Regions from separate parts of the Bombyx mori genome. Here region 2 is linked to region 1. The links are chromatin contacts, called in public Hi-C maps. All regions are on one chromosome and are shown on one strand. The core of a region is the stretch at or near the end of the contact, and the rest is flanking DNA. Distances in the headings are between cores, read along the strand shown. Region 1 overlaps LOC101746698 (pneumococcal serine-rich repeat protein). Region 2 overlaps LOC101746698 (pneumococcal serine-rich repeat protein).

Region 1 (3,572 bases), core at 668-3,167:
AATCTGTATTGACATATCAATAAAAATTTTTTGTCCAAATGCACAGATTGCCACCTTTGATAATAGACGACTCATTTATAATAATATAACAAAATAAATAAATAAAGTATGTCAAATTTCATAAAGATATTTTCAATAAATATTCTAATGAAGTAAATCTAAATCCTATCCAAAATTATTGAAAAATTGATGACTTCAACAAAATAAAACGAGAACATTGTCATTGTAGTTGAAGTAAATTAAATAGGCATTTTTAAGGATATATCAAAAACTACAGAAAGGTTAAATTTTTTATTGAGACATGCTTTCAAAGAATCATGAAAATCGATACACCTAGAAAAAAAATCTGAGGTAACACACCTTTTTTGAAGTCGGTTAAAAATAAAGACGAACGTGTGTGAAGGCGGGCGCATAGTTTTGTAAGTTTTATAATGTCATAGTTTTAAATCGCTCATCGTAATCACTTCAATACCACTTAGCTACAAGCAGTGCTCAAAAACCTATTATTGCGATGTTCTAAAATTGTTACTCTGTTTGTTTTTGAAATTTATATTGACAGGCCGATAACTAGTACATCCAACTTTAGTTATTTTTATTGCAACATCCATAATAGATGTTAATTAATATGTAATTAACGAACCAATGAAAATCTGAATTATTCATTAAGTCTGTAAATGATTTAAATAAAGTATTGTGTAAATTATAAACGAACTAAGTAGTAGTATTATTATTATACCTACTTATCTAATTATACAGGAGCATACGCGTTACATAGTGTGCTGTATGAAGACTTTTTTATTGCTTAGATGAGTGGACGAGCTCACAGCCCATCTGGTGTTAAGTGGTTACTGGAGCCCATAGATATCTACAACGTAAATGCGCCACCCACCTTGAGATATAAGGTTTCAAGTATAGTTACAACGGCTGCCCCATCCTTCAAACCGAAACGCATTACTGCTTCACGGCAGAAATAGGCAGAGTGGTGGTACCTACCCGCGCGGACTCTCAAGAGGTCCTACCACCAGTAATTACGCAAATTATATAATACATTAAATGTCGTATGTTCGTTCTCTTTGTCGTCATTATAATAAAATTATTCAGTTAACATATAATTATTTCTTACTAGTTTACTCATCAATATTTTTTAAACAAGCTTGGCATCATCGAGCCTGATTAATGTCACAATGCTAATTTCTAATGAGTAATCGTTCAAGAACGAACACGAGGTTTTTTGTTGTGATTTTATTATTTATACACGACACTCTAAAGATAGTAAGTTCTCATTCATTTATACGTTTGTAACCGCATTTGACATGCGTAAAGATTACGCGGCCTACACCAGACCGGAAAACCATAACTGAGGCAGAATTGGGCGGAGCGATAACAGATACTTGTTCGGAGTCATAACTAGTCCCAACAAGTCATATTAGCGGTGTTTCAGATAGGAATTTTAAATCTAAACTAACTGAAACTGTGACGACGTCGTGGTCTAAAGGATAAGACGTCCGGTGCATTCGTGTTGAGCGATGCACCGGTGTTCGGGGGGCAGCCGTTGTAACTATACGGCATTTAAGTTGTCTATGGGCTCCGGTAACCACTTAATTGAGGTGGGCCGTGAGCTCGTCCACCCATCTATGCAATAAATAAAAAAAGATAACCTTGTTAATACAAATAGCATAAGAGCGTATATGCAAAATGATCTAAGAGCGATCGAAGTCGTACTACTACATTCAGCTGTAATTCCTTGCAGTCGGAGGAGGAACAGCGTTCGGGATCATTACCGCGGTTACCGTCTGTGACGGGTACGACCGCGACTCCGGTCGGGCCGGTCAAGTCCGCCCGGTACAGAGCACCGGGCTTCCGTACAGCGACACGTGCTGCGTCCGCGCCGGGTCTGCACGTGCCGCGGCGAAGAAGGCCACCGCCCACCCCACAGCAGCCCCCACCGGCCGCGCCGGCGTCTGCACCTAGTTTACAGGGTAAGTAAATAACTCCACAAAACACCAATATTTTTTTCCTACCTATGCTGATAGCTTTGAGAGGCTATTTCAGCTTCTCTTTGACGTGTACGTGAGCTCACGGGGCTCAAACCGGGAGTGTTTCTAACACTGGCCCTAACACCAATACTTCTCGTTCGGGGTTCCTCAAATTTTAAACATCGATGTGGAATACTCTTGCGTGCCTTAAACATTATTCTATCTGTCCATATTTATAATTAAATCTTATTACTTGTGTAATTTGCATGTGCATTTTTGCACTGATATTCACGGTGACTATCAAATTAATTTGCGGTTTTCATAGATTTATTGACGCGTACTCAGGTCAATATAGTTTATTTCGTTCAAATCCATTGACAAGCGAAACGGATAATATTACGTTACTTGTTAAAGAGATACCTAAATAAATATAAAATTAAATATTAGTTGGTGTAAATACGTGTTTGCGCATGTGACATCACGGGAAAACGTTTGTAGTAGAAAAAAAAACTTGACATTACTATTTTATTTAACGACACCAGTTATTCAGGATACTTGGAGTTGGTAGTTTTTTTTTTTTATAATTTATACTTTTAGTAATGCGTTTCGGTTTGAGGGGGTGCCCCACCTGGCTGAACTCATGTCTCTAGGTGGATGGCGGCATTTACATTGCTGTGATGTATATGGGTTACGGTAACCTCTTAATACCAAGTGGGCCGTGAACTCTTTCAAACATTTAACCAATAAAAAAGTCTGATTCAGTTTTTTTTTCGCCGCTAAATTAGTTTTTTTATTAACATTGAGAGCTTTATCTGGTTTTCACAATAACATATAACTGAAGTACTGAAACATTTTAAACGAATTTCAATAGAAAGAAAAGCTAAAAGTAATTAGAAAAATGAAAAGACATTAAGTTATGAACCAATTTCGCACTTTACTTTTCCTCTATTGTACTAAAGCTTTGATCTGATTGAGTGATGGTGAAAGCCCAGTGTCACACCAACATCACTGTGAATAAATTTTAATTCAAGCAGGGCAACAAATAATTGCTTTAAAAAATTAAAAACTTCATTGCGTTAAGAAAAGAAAAAGTTAATTAAGTCAGCTTTTGAATTGCTTCACTTTCTCACACGGGAGCCAATTATATTTTGTTATGCAGAGACAAAGTAAACATCTCAGTCAGTTAAATATGTATTTACACAGTTATATTTGTTCATAGTCAATAAGGATAGTTAAAAAAAACACATTTGGTGTATATTGTATTTCAACCCAATGAAAACAGGGTGAGATCATTTCTGAAGTCAAAAATAATAACCAAATATTAAATAAAAAACACCAGCATTGAAACTGACCCACAGCTTTATTAAAATAACCTATAAATTTAAGACTACATAATACTACAAAAAATCGTTTTAATCTAGGAAAATATTAAGGTTAAACTTCGACCACAAAAGATACATATAAATTAGAACAAATTCTTATTTTTCGCATGCTTATATCCAAGTGCTAATCACTTGCTCAAATGTTGTCTCTTGCTACGATCCGATTAACAGTTCATATCATATTCTAAAGGCCCCTTTGTCTCCGCAAGTGAAT
Region 2 (3,572 bases), core at 353-2,852, 37 kb after region 1:
ATACTTGCTACGTTACCTAAATCTCCAAGAACACTTATCCGTAGTGATAGCCGTGATTCTACAAAGATGGTAAATACACCTGAAGTTGACACATCGACACCAAAACCATTAAAGACGGAATCAACATCTGCTAAAGTGATAAAAAGTCCCACACTTGCTACCTTACCTAAATCTCCAAAAACACTTATTCGTAGTGATAGCCGTGATTCTACAAAGATGTTAAATAAACCTGAAGTTGACACTTTAACACCAAAACTATTAAAGACGGAATCTACATCTGCTAAGGTGATAGAAAGTCCGATACTTGGTACCTTACCCAAATCTCCTAGAACACTTATCCGTAGTGATAGCCGTGATTCTACAAAGATGGTTAATAAACCTGAAGTTGACACCTTAACACCAAAACTATTAAGGAAGGAATCTACATCTGCTAAGGTGATAAAAAGTTCGATACTTGCTACCTTACCTAAATCTCCAAAAACACTTATCCGTAGTGATAGCCGTGATTCTACGAAGATTGTAAATTTACCTAAAGTTGAGACTTCGACGCCAAAACCATTAAAGACGGAACCTACATCTGCTAAAGAGATAAAAAGTCCCACACTTGCTACCTTACCTAAATCTCCAAAAACACTTATCCGTAGTGATAGCCGTGATTCTACAAAGATTGTAAATACACCTGAAGTTGACACATCGACACCAAAACCATTAAAGACGGAATCTACATCTGCTAAAGGGATAAAAAGTTCGACACTTGCTACCTTACCTAAATCCCCAAGAACACTTATTCGTAGTGATAGCCGTGATTCTACAAAGATGTCAAATAAACCTGAAGTTGACACTTTAACACCAAAACTATTAAAGACGGAATCTACATCTGCTAAAGTGATGAAAAGTTCCACACTCGCTACCTTACCTAAATCTCTAAAAACACTTATCCGTAGTGATAGCCGTGATTCTACAAAGATTGTAAATTTACCTAAAGTTGAGACTTCGACGCCAAAATTGAGACGTTTAAGTGACATAATAAAAAAGCCTGATAAAAGAACAACAATAGATAGTGTACTTCAAGATCTCACCAAAGGTATCGAAAATATTTCACTGGAGAGTAGAGAAGAAACTTTAAGTCCTATTGAAAAAATAGATATAACAGATCCCAATGATTTTGAATCCGGATACGCAGGGTCGTCTGGTACAATGCGAGAACACGAGGACGATTTTGCCAAAAATACTAACAAGGCCAAATCAGAAAGTGTTGAAATAAATATAAACGTGAGAACGGCAACACATACGCCTGTTCTGAATAAAGGGATACAATTTAAGACTTCACTACCAGTTTTTCAAACACCTAAAAAATTTAATATTCTAAAAACTGCTAAATCGCTATGCTCTATTTCCGATTCGTCTGAAAAAAAGACTACTACTAAATCGTCACGATGGAATACTTTAGAACATATAAAGAAAGCGCAAACTTTAAAAGGTACCAAATAATTTTATTAATTTAATAAATATAGAAACTTCGTATGCTACTTTGTGTTCAACCTGCCGTGTGTGTCATGTTCATATTCATGTAGTTCATTAAATCATTACGAGTAGGACCTATTTGCACGGTCGTATCGCTATCGCCACCGAGCCGCGCTCAACAGGAAACAACCATACAAATTGTAAACCATGATAGTAATGAAATTAGCATAAAGTGTTTTATGTACATGTTTATATGTAGTTTAAATCGGTTCAGTATAGTGCGGTCGTGACATGTTCACTTGCATACCATGTAGATCACAAATTCTAGTGAATTAAAAATAAAAATAAAAATGTCCGGGTCACGTTTTTCATCTTACGAAAGTTACAATGTGATGCCCGAAGAGCAGAGCTCCTCGTATTATCCAGTTAACGTGTACTCTACAAATTTCGGTCGAAAAAATGAGCAAAGTGCTTTTTTACGGTGGTGTTGTTGCTGTAAAAATAATTCGAATGAAACTGATGATTTACCAGTTGAAAATTCTACTTCTTCGCTCATACGTTCCGCGGAAAGAAGAAGTTATATTTTAGAAAAAGAAATACCGACTACTGCAGTACAATCTGTTCCTACAATAACGATTACTTCAACTGCTGACTTGGAAAGTCAAATTTCTAAATCTACAACGGAACTTCTTTTATCTAGCGAACAAAGATCGAGTACAATTAGCTTAAACACGCCACAGTACACTGTGCCAAAATTTAAAATATCTCCTCCTGAATCCTCAAAAGGTCCGGGGACCCCAAGTATTAGCATCGTCGAAAAACGCGGTGAGAAAATCTCATTCATACGCGAAGTTATATCATGCCGAGATTCATTTTTGAAATCCTTGGAGTGGTGTGATAATTCTCTGACTAGGAAGAAGCGATGTCGGGTTGTTAAGCCTGATGAATGGCTTGAATTGAAAGAGGGTGATGCGTCTTAATGCTATGTCTCATGGCACATTGCACTGTGAATATCTGCATACACAATTTAATTAAAAACCACTGAATTCGGACATAAATTTAACTAATCTTCTCTACTGGTGCATGCAACTTCCACATCGATTGATAGCGCACTGTCAACATTACTAAACTACAAATCTCTGTCTTCAAACCCAAATTCTTGGACGTTTTTCACTTAAGTCAATAAGTATTGATCTATTTTAATAATAATTTCAGATGAAGTGTATACTACAGAAACGTTATTACCTGGCCATGCAACGCTTCCTCGCCGATCTAATTCACCCTTGCCGAATGAAAGAGACACGCTGGAAAGAGATCGGTTCCCAGTCAACAGAAGTGGACTACAGGTAATCATACTATGTGCATTAAAATATTGTTATCGACAAATTATAGTGCTACCGTTGGCAGGGCGGGCGTCTTTTGAAACCGCACGGGTATCATCAATCACACATAGACAACCCACACAACCTAGATACAACCCACTGAGTTTCTCATCGGATCTTATCAGTGAATTGCGATTTTGATCCGTTTGTAGATTCTGCGACAAGTTTTAAAATGTTAAATTAGGTGCTTAATCACCTTATTAGAGAGATCATACATAACTCCCCTAATCTAAGATCTTACTAGGATCCGGTCTTATAATGTTACTGAATATTCTCGAATGTTTTCAATATGTAACTTAAATTTGCTTGTCGTCATGTCTAAATAAAGAAAACTAAGAAATAAAACTTAAACTTGAACCAAAATGGCTTGTGGTAAAGTCAAACTTGTTTCGCTTAGTTAGTAATAAATCCTGTTTAGTGAGCTTATTCTCAGACGTTTCAAACTTAACCTTTAATCTTCACTCTGCTTTTGTTTTATCATTTTATTTAAACTACATACCTAATACTGAAGTTATTTAACGATAACATAAGATTTCGGTATTGTATATTGAAAACATGGTCTTGAAATTTCTTTGCCTACCCTACCTACCTATTAGATTAACACAAAATGCCCACTAAGTATTATTAATTTACTAAATGACATTATTTAAAATTACAAATATATTTTCAACAACACTATAGAAATGTACTATGAATATTAATTACTATACGATCCTTAAGTTACAA

Evidence for each region. Hi-C and Micro-C count contacts between places; a contact is called where the count stands out from the background.
Region 2: a contact with region 1 is called in a Hi-C map of whole pupa, with 2.6 times the contacts expected there. The contact joins two enhancer-like sites. A contact is called at or near these places in 2 of 7 Hi-C or Micro-C datasets (midgut and whole pupa).

Annotation. Positions count from the first base shown.
Region 1 is chr9:9,734,779-9,738,350 of ASM3026992v2, forward strand. LOC101746698 (pneumococcal serine-rich repeat protein) reads left to right here. Exons shown (of 10, transcript XM_012688578.4): 4 at 1,751-1,979. Among protein-coding and RNA genes, the nearest start is that of LOC101740632, 52 kb to the right of the region's middle. Within about 2 kb of position 1,918, at least 4 of the 8 cell types and tissues checked have open chromatin away from gene starts, as enhancers often do.
Region 2 is chr9:9,771,954-9,775,525 of ASM3026992v2, forward strand. It overlaps LOC101746698 (pneumococcal serine-rich repeat protein), which reads left to right. Exons shown (of 10, transcript XM_012688578.4): 5 at 2,680-2,810. Among protein-coding and RNA genes, the nearest start is that of LOC101740632, 15 kb to the right of the region's middle. Within about 2 kb of position 1,603, at least 5 of the 8 cell types and tissues checked have open chromatin away from gene starts, as enhancers often do.